Regions from separate parts of the Mus musculus genome. Here all the other regions are linked to region 5. The links are chromatin contacts, called in public HiChIP or PLAC-seq, Micro-C and promoter capture Hi-C maps. All regions are on one chromosome and are shown on one strand. The core of a region is the stretch at or near the end of the contact, and the rest is flanking DNA. Distances in the headings are between cores, read along the strand shown.

What was found. A called contact is a pair of places that touch in the nucleus more often than the background predicts. HiChIP or PLAC-seq counts read pairs in DNA pulled down with a chosen protein or histone mark. Capture Hi-C pulls out chosen DNA fragments and counts their contacts.
Region 1: a contact with region 5 is called in a promoter capture Hi-C map of adipose tissue. The contact joins the promoter of Tmigd1 here to the promoter of Abr in region 5. A contact is called at or near these places in 3 of 39 promoter capture datasets (liver, pre-B cells and stem cell-derived epiblast-like cells), 1 of 115 datasets of contacts at active chromatin or transcription factors (pancreatic cancer cells) and 1 of 9 other capture datasets (adipose tissue).
Region 2: an H3K4me3 HiChIP or PLAC-seq map of the 230-238 cell line shows a contact between it and region 5, with 11 read pairs. The contact joins the promoter of Blmh here to the promoter of Abr in region 5.
Region 3: a contact with region 5 is called in a Micro-C map of embryonic stem cells, with 1.5 times the contacts expected there. The contact joins the promoter of Cpd here to the promoter of Abr in region 5. A contact is called at or near these places in 1 of 484 Hi-C or Micro-C datasets (embryonic stem cells) and 6 of 115 datasets of contacts at active chromatin or transcription factors (CD8 T cells, embryonic stem cells, memory CD8 T cells and 2 more).
Region 4: an H3K27ac HiChIP or PLAC-seq map of embryonic stem cells shows a contact between it and region 5, with 6 read pairs. The contact joins the promoter of Glod4 here to the promoter of Abr in region 5. A contact is called at or near these places in 3 of 115 datasets of contacts at active chromatin or transcription factors (effector CD8 T cells and embryonic stem cells) and 1 of 9 other capture datasets (embryonic stem cells).

Annotation. Positions count from the first base shown.
Region 1 is chr11:76,900,714-76,903,413 of GRCm38.p6, forward strand. Tmigd1 (transmembrane and immunoglobulin domain containing 1) reads left to right here and starts at 1,446. Exons shown (of 7, transcript NM_025655.3): 1 at 1,446-1,503.
Region 2 is chr11:76,944,190-76,947,053 of GRCm38.p6, forward strand. It overlaps Blmh (bleomycin hydrolase), which reads left to right and starts at 1,467. Exons shown (of 12, transcript NM_178645.4): 1 at 1,467-1,704; 2 at 2,053-2,250. The coding sequence starts at 1,692.
Region 3 is chr11:76,845,646-76,848,403 of GRCm38.p6, forward strand. It overlaps Cpd (carboxypeptidase D), which reads right to left and starts at 1,363. Exons shown (of 21, transcript NM_007754.2): 1 at 579-1,363. The coding sequence starts at 1,321.
Region 4 is chr11:76,242,358-76,245,083 of GRCm38.p6, forward strand. Glod4 (glyoxalase domain containing 4) reads right to left here and starts at 1,342. Exons shown (of 9, transcript NM_026029.3): 1 at 1,198-1,342. The coding sequence starts at 1,287. Mrm3 (mitochondrial rRNA methyltransferase 3) reads left to right here and starts at 1,379. Exons shown (of 4, transcript NM_183263.5): 1 at 1,379-1,729; 2 at 1,922-2,166. The coding sequence starts at 1,416.
Region 5 is chr11:76,570,065-76,572,764 of GRCm38.p6, forward strand. It overlaps Abr (active BCR-related gene), which reads right to left and starts at 1,320. Exons shown (of 23, transcript NM_198895.2): 1 at 967-1,320. The coding sequence starts at 1,027.

The DNA.
Region 1 (2,700 bases), core at 196-2,695, 330 kb after region 5:
TACCACTGAGAAGTAAACCCCAAGCCTGCTTGGGGTGGGTGTATTGCACCTGTTGACTAACAGCAGCCTCTCTTAATGATGATCCTTGCATGAATAGTGCTAGACCAGCCTATCTTCATAACAGTAATAATTATGGCTTATGAAGCGCCTACTGTACAGCAGCTTAGCATGCTCCATTTCACTCAATCCTCACAGTGACTCTGTGGGGAGGGCACTGTTATTATTGCTATTGTGTTCCTGAAGAACCAAAGGCTCCTAGGGGTTAGATAACTTTCAAAGTCACATAAACAGAAAGAAATAGATCTCTGGTGTGGTTACCCAATGTGCTCAAAGCTATGGACAGTGCCAAGTATGATGGCACACACCTGTAATCCTAACACTTGGGAGTGAAGGCAGGAGGATCAGGAGTAATAACTAGCCTTGGCTACACAGCGAGTTCAAAGCCAGTTTAAGCTATAGGAGACCTTCCTTTAAAAAAATAAACCCACCAAACAAAAATGGAGAAAGCTCGGGATGTACCTCAGTGGTACAGTGCTTGCTTAGCATATATAAAACTCTGGGTTTGATCTCCAGCAACAAAAAAATATGGAGGTAAAGTCTAGACGATCATAAATGTCATATTTTTTGATGAATGGAAACAATAGTTCTTGACACATAAAATGTTCATTAGTAACACTAACATAAAGTATGTTAGGTGGTGCGTGCATGCAAGAGTGTGTGTGCACACACATGGGCACACCCATGCCCATGTGGAAGTCAGAAGACAACATTTTGTGTTGGTCTTCATCTTCTACTCTGATTGACATATATCTAGTATGGCAAGTGGCCTTCTGGGGATTCTAATTTCTCCATCCCCATCTCAGCCTCCCATCTCACTGTAGGAGTGCTGGGATTTCAGCTGCCTCATTAGGGTTTTGTGTGGGCTTTACCCGTTGAGTAACTTAAGTATTTTTACCAATAAAATAATTTTAGTTGAAGTGTCCTGTTCTGGTTTCCCAATGAAGTCAGAGCCTCAAGGAGCTAAAACTTCCTCTTGTTGCTTGGCATAGCTTCAGCACTGGGCTCGGGTGACTGGTGGTAAAAATCTTTCAATAATTAAGTTATGCAAAATCTTCAGTTGTCACTGATTGTGAAAGTCAAGCCTCTCCCCGGACTTGTCCTGTCACAGCTGTCAGGCAGTGTTGGGTGAGATGTGCTCTGGATTTTTGCACAAGTTCAGGCTTCCCTGGAACAATACACCCGTGTTAGTAATATCCGGCCCCTCCTAGTAACCTGGGTACAGAAAGGCTTAGACCTTGTGAAGATGTGCTTCACAATTACTGTCTTCTCTAAGAATCCAGAAAGGGAAACAGACTTTGAACCCAATTTATCTCAGTTACTTGACCCTACTGTCATAAAGTGTTCAAATTCAAGTATTATAAAGGATCATGTCGGGGACATAATTCAGGGCTCCTGGGCAGAGGAAGAGCTAGGTGAGGAAGTCAGCTGCTGGGAGCTCAGCAGGTAAGTGGCTAGACAAGGGACTTTATTTGGAAACTTTGGCGTCTTAGAAAGCAAGAGACCATTGGTTCTTCCCCTTCTCAGGGTAGTGTACAGCCTCAAACTCTCCAGTTTTTTGTTTTGTTTTGTTTGTTTGTTTTAATGGTTTGTTTGGTTGATTTTGTTGTTGTTGTTGTTGTTGTTTTGTTTTCTTTAGTTTGGTTTTTTTGAAACAGGGTTTCTCTGTGTAGTTCTGAAGTTCCTGACTGGCCTGGAACTCACTCTGTAGACCAGGCTGGCCTGGAATTCACAAAGATCCACCTGCTCCTGCCTCCGGAGTGCTGGGATTGAAGGTGTGCACCACCACAGCCCAGGCACTCTTGAGTTTTTATTCAGGCCCTATATTAGACTATACTTGAGAAAAGTTACGGTTTTATCATTCTTGGAGGGCTCTCCTTTCTAAACCTCCATGTATCCTTGTGTTGCTGGGGATTGAACCCAGAACCTCCTACATGCTGCAGCAGTGCTCTCTCTCCCATCTACTAAGAAAATTCCATGCATGATCGGGTTCTGAAACCATCACTTTTTCACAGTGTGTGCGTGGGGGGTGGGGGGGATATTGGGGTTACACATGCCACAGCACACACGTGGAGGTCAGAGGACAACTTTAAGAGTTTGTTCTCTCTTACATGGCATCTGGGGGTCAAACTCAGGTTATCAGGCTTACACTAACAAGCACTTTTACCTCTGAGCCATCTCACTGGTCCTGAGGTCCTCGCTCTTATAATAGAGTCATAGCAATATTTTGGACAAGAAAATTTCAATTACAAAATGCTCTGGCTACTAGTAATCGCATCTTATTAAAATATTGGTAGAGGCCTCCCTGGTAGGAAGCACCCTTGGTCCTGTCAAGACAAGCCTAGAGCAAGGGAGGAGTAGAGGTGCCTCGAATTAGTCAGATGTATATTTCCTGCTTATATTCATGATACAGCTAATATTCATGATAAAGGACAAAATACCAAGTTATTAGTGCAAACGGAAGGACCAGGGACTAGAAGAGGCTCAGAGCATCTTTTGAAGGGAATGAATATTACTTTAGTCAGAAGGACAGTTGTGAGTGTGGCCTTGGCAGTCTCGGGTTGGAATCCTGACCCTAACATTTGCTGGTTTTGTGCAAATGTTCTGGGAAAATTGCATTCTTGGGTCAAGAGGTTAATTGTT
Region 2 (2,864 bases), core at 217-2,716, 370 kb after region 5:
TGTATAGGTGTGCACATGGGATGAGTGCCCATGGTAGCCAGAAGGAAGTGTTGGCTGGACCCATTGGAACTGGACTTACAGTTTTCTGACTTGAGTGTTGGGACCCGAACTTGGGTCCCCTGGAAGATCATCAGCAAGTGCTTTTATCTGCTGGGCTATCTCCCAGTCCCACATCATGAGTCTCTTGATGACAAGATTAAAGTTTTTAATTTTTTTTATATCAGCAGAAACTTGCTGAGGACCTGTTACACCACAAATGTTGAATACAATTTTATTCTTTGGGCTGAGTCCAATTGGGCAGGAAGTTTGAACATCATTTTTATTGTTTATTTATTTGTTTGTTTATTTATTTATTTATTTGGTGAAAGGGCCCATGATTTCTTTCAGCATGAGTTGTAGCTTGTTTCTTTTTTCTTCAGAAAATGGAAAAAATAAAAAAAAAAGCCCCACAGGATAGGGTAGTTGATGGGCTCCCTTGGAGATGGTTGCTATGTCGAATTGCAGGTCTTTAGCTAAGTCTCTCAGGGACACAGAGACTGAATTCTCAAGTGACAGATGGCTGTCTGCATGTGGCACTTTCCAGACATCAGAATTCCTCTGAACCATGGGTGATTTTCAATTTAAGACTTAGGTTTTAGGCTCCATGGAAAATCTGAATAGTAAGGCTACAGTGTGCATTTGTACTTATTTTATTATGCAGTGGACTCTCCCGCCCCGTCTTGAAAAACTGATTAATTATCTCGAAGACTCTGTGTGTGTGTGTGTGTGTGTGTGTGTGTGTGTGTGATTTACAGGTTTTGTAGATATTAGCAAAAAAAAAAAAAAAAAAAAAAGCATAAAATTGACGTAATCATTCTCCTTAGCCCAAGCTGGGCTCAATAGGAACCACTCATGAGCCTTGCGAAGCCCAGAATGTGTAGATGAAATGAGCAGATGTGTATTTGTAGAACCGTGGTAGTAGCTTATGGGTGGGTGGGAAAGAGATTGGTTCCAAAATCCTTTCAAATACAAGAACTTTGTTCTCACTAGACTCTAAGCAACAAGTTGCAATTGAAAAAGATGAACAGATTGGTCAGCTAAGTGCCTACAGGAAAAGCCTTTGGGTGGATTTCTTGAGATCTGCCGTCCCATGGCTAATTTTGGGTCCCTTACTTCCTTTTCACTTCACAAAACCTCCTCTGGCTTCTCAAAGGAGTTCTAAGCGTCAGTTTCCCCAATGCTAGACAGTGAGGGATCTGGGTTCATCAGCACGGAACCCTCAGCCTCCTTCCTCTAGGAGCTTGGGATCCCGGGAGGGCGCCCTTGAAGCCAGGAAGAGGGATCACAGATGGCGGAGGGCGCAGCCGAGGCGAAGAGTGAGCAATGCTGGCAGTGGGGGCTGCAATCGTGGGTGGCTTCGCCCTGCCGCTCCCGGGCCGAGGTGCGGGCCCCAGAGTCTGAAAGGCCGCCCCTGTCGGCCCTCCCCCGGGCGGGGCTAGCCCCGATGGCGCTGACTCAGCAACGCGAGGGGGGAGTTTTGTCCCTCCGCGGACCCCGTTTCTCTCGGCCACCATTGAGCGGGTTTCCTTCTTCCGGCGCTTAGGGTGCGAGAACCAGGTCCGGCCAGCTAGGCAGCGGACTGTAGTGTAACCCCAGAGCTCACCTGAAAACCCTGAAAACTAACGTTTCCTCCACGAAGCAGTTTGGGCGCCATGAACAACGCAGGTGAGGCACCGCTGGTACCACGAGTGTTTTCCCGGGTCCTCTCCCGGGCTCGGCGGACCCGTGAGGCCCGGCGGCGTGAAAGGCCGTGGGATGGGATGGGGGTGGGTGGGGAGGGGGGGACGGACCTAGGCGAGGGCCGGGATGTAGCCCTCCGGGAGGGTGGGAGAGCACCAGGAGAGAGACGACATCACGCGGGGAGGATGCCGGGAGAGGGCTTTCTGGTACAGCACTCTGCAGGATGCTCTTGCGAAGTTAAATCTAGGATCTACGGTGACCCTATCCTAAAGCTGTCCCCGTCAGCCTCTTTGGGAGGGGATATAATTATAATGGCGTTTGATCTTCCCACAGGACTAAATTCGGAGAAGGTATCTGCTTTGATCCAGAAACTAAATTCTGACCCTCAGTTCGTACTTGCCCAGAATGTCGGGACCACCCACGATCTGCTGGACATATGTCTGAGGAGGGCCACGGTCCAGGGTGCTCAGCATGTGTTTCAACACGTTGTGCCTCAGGAAGGCAAGCCAGTCACCAACCAGAAGAGCTCTGGTGAGGTCTACGACTTCTTGCCTACTTTATTGACAGCAGCACATTTTGTTGTCCTAAAAATGGCCCTGGGATAACAGAGCTTTGTAGCATTGACAGAACTTGTAGTAAGCCAGAGAATAGGCACTAGAAAAGGGCAGGCCCAAGAACATCACCTGTGTGGTGGCTTCAGTGTTCTGTGGCCTATTAGCATTTAGTTTGTTTCCTAACGTGACAGATGGTGGTCTTTGAATGCATATCATCATGTTTTGATATTATGTGATGTTGGATGTGTGCGGTTTGTTCTCGTGCAGTTTTAATCTTAACAGTTCATCTAGAAGTAGCAGAAGAGAGAAACAGCTTATCAAGTTGCAGACAGATAAACCTAAAGCAAAAGATGAGCTATGTACTAACAGATTTGGCCTGTGCCAAATAATTAATAATTAATGGAAAAATATCCATACCATAGGAGATGTCCCAGAATTGCCCTAAAGTCCAAATGTATAAAATAGAAAAAAACATAAAGTGATTACAACAGATTGTAACCGGCTATTTTTAAATATGCTCTGTGGTTGCAGCTGGAGTTGCTATTCTCATAGTTCCTGTCAGTAGTTACTTTGTAGTATTTTGAGTTCTCA
Region 3 (2,758 bases), core at 113-2,612, 280 kb after region 5:
TTTGCTATTTCTGAACTACATTCTGTCTCCCTGGCAGTGGAGCACTGAGTAACCAGGCTTAGATTCCCCGATGTTAGTCAACCAGTCTGCCCTTCAATTTCCCCGTATGCAAAACAAGAGTACCAGTGGTGTCTAGAGGATATGAGTGGTGTCTAGGTCGCCCGGTTGTGGTCAACATCGAGTGACATAATGCAGTCGCAGAAAGTGCTTGCCACAGTGCTTCTAGTGACAAGCTTAGCTACATACATAATGAAGGTGCTAACTTAGGAATCCTTAAAATCCGTACCCGTTGCTCATATACGATGGTCTTTCAAAAATAGGGATAGAATGGGAGGGGGGAAAAAGCCCCCCGGCTTGCCCTGCACAAATGACAGCCACAAGCAGGCTTCTTTACAGTTAGCAAGAGGAAGAGGTACTGCAACCTGGCCTCCGTTCCAGTTACTGGGTGTCACTCTCCACACCGACTGCCCCCGACCCCTTAGGCTGGCAAGCACTGTTTGGGCGCCTGCTGGCTGTCAAAATAAGCCTCCTGGCCTCGAAGGCTCACGTGGGACCGAAAGCAGTCAGGCAACGCTTACTTGTTCCTGCGGATCCAGTCGATGAGGGCGCGCACCTCCGGCACCTCATCCAGGGAAGGTGGCTCGCCGGTGCTGAACTGGTCAGGGAAGCTGCGGTTGAGGTCGCGGCCTCGGCTGTTGTCACGGCCGCTGGTCCCAGGCGGGCCGCTGTCGCCGAGGCCGCAGTCACCCTCGCGGGCACGTTCGAAGCCATCCGGGTTCAGGCTGGGCAGCAAATACACGTCGGTGGTGTTGAGCAGGCGGACCAGGCGCGGGTCCCCGCGGCGGTAGCCCGACGCCAGCTCGCGGGCCAGGTAGACCAACACCTGGCGTGACACCGTCTCGTCGCCGTGCATGTTACCCACCAGCTTCACCTGCGGCCGGCCGGGCAGCAGCGGCCCCGCGGCGTCCAGCCCCGCGGCGGCGGTGGGCGGCGGCCCCAGGCCCGCTGTGAGGCGCAGCACCCACAGCGGCCGGCCCTCCACCGAGCTGCCGATGCTGAAGAGACGCGCCAGGCCGGGTGGCCCCGCGGCCGCCGCCGCTTCCAGCGCCTCGCCCAGCGCCGCTTCGTGGTAGTAGTGGTCAAACTGGCCCTCGGCCGCCTCGGAGCCGCCAACGGTTGTCGTGGTCGCCTCAGCCTTCTTGATGTGCGCCGCCTGGGCCGAGCTCCTCAGTAGCAGCAGCAGCAGCAGCAGCGGTGGCGGCGGCAGCAGACGCAGGCGTCCCAGCCGCCAGGGCGGCCGCTCATCCCGGCCGCTCGCCATCTTCCAGCAACGCCGCTAATACCGCTCCGCTCCAGCGGCTCCACACTCCGGGAGGCGGCAGCCCGCCGGATCCCCTCCGCGCCTAGCAACCCCATCCCGCCTTCCAGCCTTAGCCAATCGTAGCCTTGAATGCTTGGGTGTCACTCTAGGGGGCGGGGCTTTCCTTAAAGCGGACGATTTTCCCTCTGGGCGTGTCTCCACTCCAGTCCTTAGGGACTTTAGTCGCTTTCCTTTCCTCCACTAAGGTTCTACCCTCTGTCTTCCCGCCTCCCTATTTCCTCTTCTACTTCTCTCGTTTTGTTTTGTTTTGTTTTGTTTTGTTTTGTTTTTTGCTCAGTCTCTTCTTTATGGCTTCTCCTCTGAAATTCTCTGAGAGCTTTTACTAGCCCCCTTCTTCGTTGCAGCATTTCTTAGCTACGCTTTAATGCTTTAGAGTCAGTAATCAAAAGAATCGAAAGGTTCCAAAGATTAAAGGACTCTTGAGAAAATCAGGAAGTTAGAAAGAATCTTAATCTCCTTGGAGAATCAAAGACCTCCTTAGTCCCATCTCCTTTGCACCTTCCTCCCCGCCCCCCCCCCATCCCCCTTGATCGGTTCTGCCTGGGCTTGAGCCCATCTGCCTACATGCAGTTGAAGAGAATGAGACACCTCATAAAGCAATCAATTCTATTTTTGATTTGTCGCGTGACTAGGTATCTCCTTTATTAAGTGGAAACTTCCATAGTAGGCGCCCTCTGTCTTAATGTGGTCTTAATTGGCCATTCAAAAGTGTTGGATTGTAACTATCTTCTTTGTGTGCTGGTCTCTGCTCTCACTGAGGAGATATCGTTTTTTAGTGACCTTACCCTCCTCTCACACTTCTTTTGAGTAGGAGCATCTAGATCACCTCTATACAGCCATAGCTATAGTTTTGGAATGCTGTCTTTAAGAGATAGATTTGCCATGTCTAGAAATACCTGCTTGGCAAGTGTACTTCCCCCAAGGTATTTGGGTAAGTCCAGAAAAACCTAACCTTCCAAGTAAAGTTTAATCACGTTAGCTTGAAGAAATTTGAAGTTTGGCAATCCTTTTATCAAGCGTGAAATTCTAACCCATCTAATGACATAATTGTGATAACCATTATCATTCCCTTCTTTCGGTGCTGGATGGTTCGAGTTTCTGAACTCTAATTGAATCTTCATAGAGCCCGTGGAATTCACTGATTACTGAGTATTTATTGAGTAATTGGTGTCTGTCAAAGCTAGAAGCTGGGAAGCAAGGCATTGCTTGCATAGTTAGAGATCCAATGCAGGGATGAACAATGCAATACATCTGTGGGGACATTCCTGAGGAAAACCTCATTCAGTCTGAGGAGAAGGCAACCAAGAAGCTAGGGAAGAAGCCAAGATGGGAGTGAAGAATTCTGGATAGAAGGAGGAGCATGCACGGGAGGTTGGA
Region 4 (2,726 bases), core at 92-2,591, 330 kb before region 5:
TAATCTTAACAACAATCTTTTGATCAATGAAGAAATAGAATAATGACATGTAGTATCACTAAACTCTGACTGGTAGGTATAAATCTAATATTTCCTACATCATGTGCTCTAATTGGGAACAAATGCCAGAGTCATTTAGTCTATACCTAACCTTACCATGGTACCTTCAAACACCAGGAGTGTGTGTGTGTGTGTGTGTGTGTGTCTATCTGCCTGCCTGCCACAGGTCAGATTCCCTGGGAGTTGTAGTTACAGATGGTTGTGAGCCATCCAACACCTGGAACCCATCTTACACCCTCTGGAAGAAGAGCAATCATTCTTAAAAGTTGAGCCATGTCTCCAGCCCCTACACAGCAGATATTTTTATGACTAACCTGTGTTGACTGATTTGTGCAACTTCCTTTACAGTCCTTACCTCCTGTACCATCTCTACACCCAGCTAGACTTGGACTGCTACAAGTCTGTTAAAAATAAATAAATAAATTCTGCACTGGTGTGCTCCTACCTCCCTGGCTTACCAAAGAGCTCAATAAACCTTTCCGCTACACTTTCAGCTAAGTGACCCCCTTAGAATCACAGCTTCTCAGACTGTTTCCAGGTACTAGGAAGGCGACTTGATTCTGACCTCATACTTACATCTGGGCTGTTTAGAACAGAGCCACAGATCATGAGCACCTACGAAAGAGACCGTTCAAACTTGCTCGGACAGGGCTTGTTCGCGGAATCCGATGGCGGAGTGCTTGTTTAGCATGCGCAAAGCCATGGGTCCCCCTCCCAGAGCCTAAATTTCAAATCCGCAGCTCTGATGGAAGCCGAAATTTGCTGATCACACCCAAACCTTTCAAACCAGGAGACCGCTCTGTCGTGAACTGGAAGGGGCTTTTTAAAATAACGTTTTGCCTATCAACGCTCCTTCACTATAGACAGCAGGCTCCCCAAGCCAGGAGTGTAAAAAATATTTGAGAAGGGCTGTAGGTGAACGTGCGTAGACAACACAGCTGGTAGGTGAGTCCCCTTTCAAAGGCTTCCCAACCCGAAAGAGGGGGGCTCGCAAAAGCTGAAAACACCGGCGTGGCAACGCGGAGTCTAGGGCCTGGCGGCTGGGGTGGCCGCGCGCCCACGGCGTCTTCCCTCCCCTGGTGCGGCCCGGCCGCCCATCGGGGTCTCGCGCTAGCCCCGCTCGGTCCCGGTCTGCACCTGCATCCCCAGGACATCTCGAAAGAAATGCACTGTCTGGAAGCGGTTCTTCACTTTGAAAACGAAGTGCAGAGCTCGACGAGTGGCCATGGCTCCCAACACGAAAACCGAGTTCCAGGCAGAGGGACACCCCGCCCACCAAACCGGGAAGGATCGTCGGGTGACGTCACTAACACTCGACCGCGCGCTCGGGTGAGGTAGCGCGCGCCAGGGGAAAGATGGCAGCGCCGGCGAAGGGCATGTGGTGCTCCCTGGGATCATTGCTGCGGGTGGTCCAGACTCGGGACCTCAACGCTCGGCGCTGGGTCCGGGCGCTGCGGCGTAGCCCGGTGAGAGTGTTGTCTCCCTCGGGACAGGTGGAGGAACGGAAGCGCGCTCCTGACCAGCAGCCTCGCAAGGCGGTCCCTAAGGCCAGTTCCCAGGGACAGCGACAGAAACAGCCTCTTGAGACATCCCCATCCCAGACCCCTCACACCTGGGAAGAGGCAGGGCTTCGCTACGATAAGGCCTTTCCCGGGGACAGGAGGCTAAGGTGATATGTTTTTGAGACTTGTCATCTGCTCCCGTTTCTTTTCTTGCTTCACTGTGAAGCTTCTGGCTCTTACTGTTTCGACGGTGCAAAATAAATGTCGTCTTTTGAGGCTTGTGCGTGTCTGTTAGAACTTCATGTATCCCTCCATGCCAAGAGCGTTGATAATCATCCCCTCTCTGTTTGCACCCACAGCAGTGTGATGACAATAGTTAAGTCCAGGCCTTTTCGGGAAAAGCAAGGGAAGATCCTACTGGAAGGTCGCAGGCTGATTGCAGATGCTCTCAAGGCTGGAGCTGTGCCCAAAGCGTTCTTTTTTAGCCGTCTGGAGTACGTCAAGGAGTTGCCGGTAGACAAGCTGAAAGACGTCAGCCTCATTAAGGTGAAATTTGAGGACATCAAGGATTGGTCAGACCTAGTAACGCCACAAGGAATAATGGGTCAGTGATATACAGTGTGCCAATATCTGGGATTTCTATTTCATACAAGTGTAGTATCCTAGACTTTCTTGTTCATACTTGTCTTAAGGTAACGAATTTTATTTAAATCAAGTTTAAATTTTTATTGACTAACGTCTAAAAAGAAATAGGACTTCTCAGGCCTCTATGTTTTGATGGTATTTTACTGGCAACTGAACCAATTTCTCATTCATACTTAATTGTGGGGCTTTTGCTTGTTTTTGACAATTGTAGTTCAGGCAGGCTTCACATTCTGTATGTAGCTATGGATAGCTTCGACCCCTGACATTCCTGTTTGCACCTCCTTCCTGCTGAGGAGGCATGAAAAAAAAAAAAAAAGCCCAGTTGTTGTTTGTTTGTTTGTTTTATGGAATGTTAAAAACATTTTATGAGCCAGGAGTAATGCAAGCCTTTAAAATTCCAGAATTTGGAAGGCAGAGGCAGGCAGATTTCTGAGTTTGAGGTCAGCCTGGTCTACAAAGTGAGTTCCATGACAGCCAGAGCAAACATTGAAGCCCTATCTCAAAACAAAACTTTATTTT
Region 5 (2,700 bases), core at 70-2,569:
CCTTCAAAATGTCCTTGTTTCATGCATCTAATGTTCAGAGTCACCCCTAGATGCGCCTGCCTCAGGGTTAGGGTGTGCTAAAAGAGAGTGGGAGGGTTCCCAGCATTTCCATAGGTAAAAGCACATCTACTGTCATTCTTGGAGGCCACCAGGACCATCTCCCGACACCACAGAATGCCAATGAGTTAAAGAGGGGGAGGGGAGGGCGACATGGGCAGTGCCACCTAAGGCATGGGGGGTGGGGTGGGAATGGTTCCCATCTCAGTAAGTAAGTCCCAGTGATCAACTACACATCCCCCAGGCAGTACAAGAGCAATCACATGATCATGGCTGATTTGGGAGCGAGGGGGTGGAGTACCGGCGGTTTTTTTCCCCCCTCTTCATTTGCTTTTCTTGGGGGTGGTGGTAGTGATGAGAATGGGGGTGGTGACGAGGCTGGCAAGAAAGACTGCTGAGCTAGGAGGTTGGCTCTTTCATCCAAATGGCCCCCACAGAGATCCGTACCTTACAGTCTCTCTTCCAACCTGATCCCATCATCAACCCGAATCACACACCGGAATGTCCCTGAGGTAGTAAACTAGAGAGAGCCAAAGACTTTTCCCAAAATGGCCTTCCCGCTTCAATGTGAGGAGAAAAGCTGCCAATTCTAAAGGCCAAGGTAGAGCTCTAAAAAGGACGCTTCCCACTCGCGGAGCGCTAGAGTGCTGGGTTACACAACAGGTGGGAGGGGTGACACAATCCCCCCCAGCCCCGGTCTATCTAGCCCCCTCCCCCCTAAAATCTGCTCTGAGGACTCCATACCGCTCCTCCTACTGGCTGGCTGCACACCTGGCGGACCATGGCCGCTAACACTTGCCGGTGCCTGGGTGCACCTGGGACCCGGAGGGCAACAGGGCTCCTCGGAGGGTGCTGGGTGTCCCTCTTACACCCCCTGTCCCCCACCCAGGGACCCATGGGCACACGTACTGCTGTAGAGGGTGTCGATCCAAGAGAGGCGCGGCAGGCCCCGGTGGCTAAGCGGCTCCATGCCCGCGGCTCCGCGCGGCAGAGGTTCCTTGGTCAGATGGGAAACCGGACCCTCATCGCACAACAAAGGAGGAAGGGCGCCGGCAGGCGGGATGCCGGGAGGGGAGGCCAGACTCGGAGGTCGAAGTTGCGGAGCTCAGGATGGAGGCGGGAGAGCCAGGGAAACAGGTAGTAGGGAGGAGCAAGCCGCAGCTGCCAAGGTGAGGACAGGGGAGCTTAGTGCAGGGCTGTGGCAGCCTAGGCGAACCCGCTGCGGATCTGGGAGCCGCGGCCCCGCAGCCCGCGCGCCAACTAGCAACTTCCCCGGGGCTGCGCGGCGCCCGGGGCGGGGGGCGGAGGCGGTAGCCAATCCGCGCAAGGCTCAGCGCGCCCACCCCCAGCCGCAGCGGGCCGGTGGGGTGTGAGAGCAGCCCGCAGCCCCACCGATGGCCTCCAGCCGGCGCACAGAGCTCCCGCGGGGTCTCCGGGAGGCGGCGCAGGGCCAGAGGCTCCCCTCCTCCCCTGGTTGGGCTGAGCATAAATTCTGGCAACCCGCAGACTAAAGAAACCTATGGACCCGCAGGGGTGACATCACCTGCCACCCCAGGATCTCTAAGCACGATTTCGGGACTGGTGCAGTTGCCAGGCCCCACCCCTAGACAAGCTTGGGCAGCACAGCTTGGACTGGGTTAACATCCTGCGCCCCGCTGGAAAGCTGGGCCACCCAGGAATTGTTTTCCTACCAAACCTTAAATCACCCCATCTATCCTTGATCTTACAGTGCATCAGTTCCCGACACACACCAAGGGTGGGCGACTGAAGTAAGGCGGGACCACTGGGGTTAGTGTCATCCCCTGGCATTAGAGGAAGGACCTATTTCTCACATGTGCGCCTTTAAGGCAAAGAGTCAAACTGGGGTACAGAAGCCCTAACTGGACTCTCTCCAATTCCTCCAGGAGCCGTCTGACAATCCCTAGCCTCTGTGTACAATCACATTGAAGGAAGATGGGGGTCAGATGCCTCAGAGACCAGTCTTAAGAAACAAAATTCCAAACAGTGACCTCAACAGCACTGAAGGTTTGGGGGTTGGGAGTGACATGGGACCCATGGCTGCAACCTGTTTCCTGAATTCCCAGGGAAGGAGGCAATGAAGCCCGCCAAGGAAGACCTGGGTTAGACCTCTCATATACTAGTATAGTGGCATTTCTAATAATGGGACACTTCCCATCCCACCCCATCTTCAGACAGCTTAAGCCCTTTTGGGGCTCCAGCCATACAGAGCTTTTCAAAGAGTTAAGCTCCCCATTCCCTGTATGGAGGGCAGTGTTGTTAGTACCCACAGGGACTTCTCCTTATCCCAAACAAGCACAGACAGTTTTGAGGGGTAGAAGCAGACCCTCACCTATAAGGAAATTTGTACCCAGCCTTGTAAACTTCCCAGCTGTCTGGACACTGGCCTCTATAGATGATCAAGAAAAGCTAGAGCCCATTGATACACAGGATAGAGCCTCTGGGAGGTTCAAGGGTAGATGCTCTTGTGTGGGGGAGCCCCCACAGGTGGGCAGCAGATACAGGTCCTCCTGTACCCCTTTAGTTCTAACTCAAGCTTCTGGTTCTGTGACTTGCTGGCCCTTCCTGCTCAGCTGTTACCCTCCCCACCGCCCCAGACTGGCATATAAAATTGGGAAGGCCAAG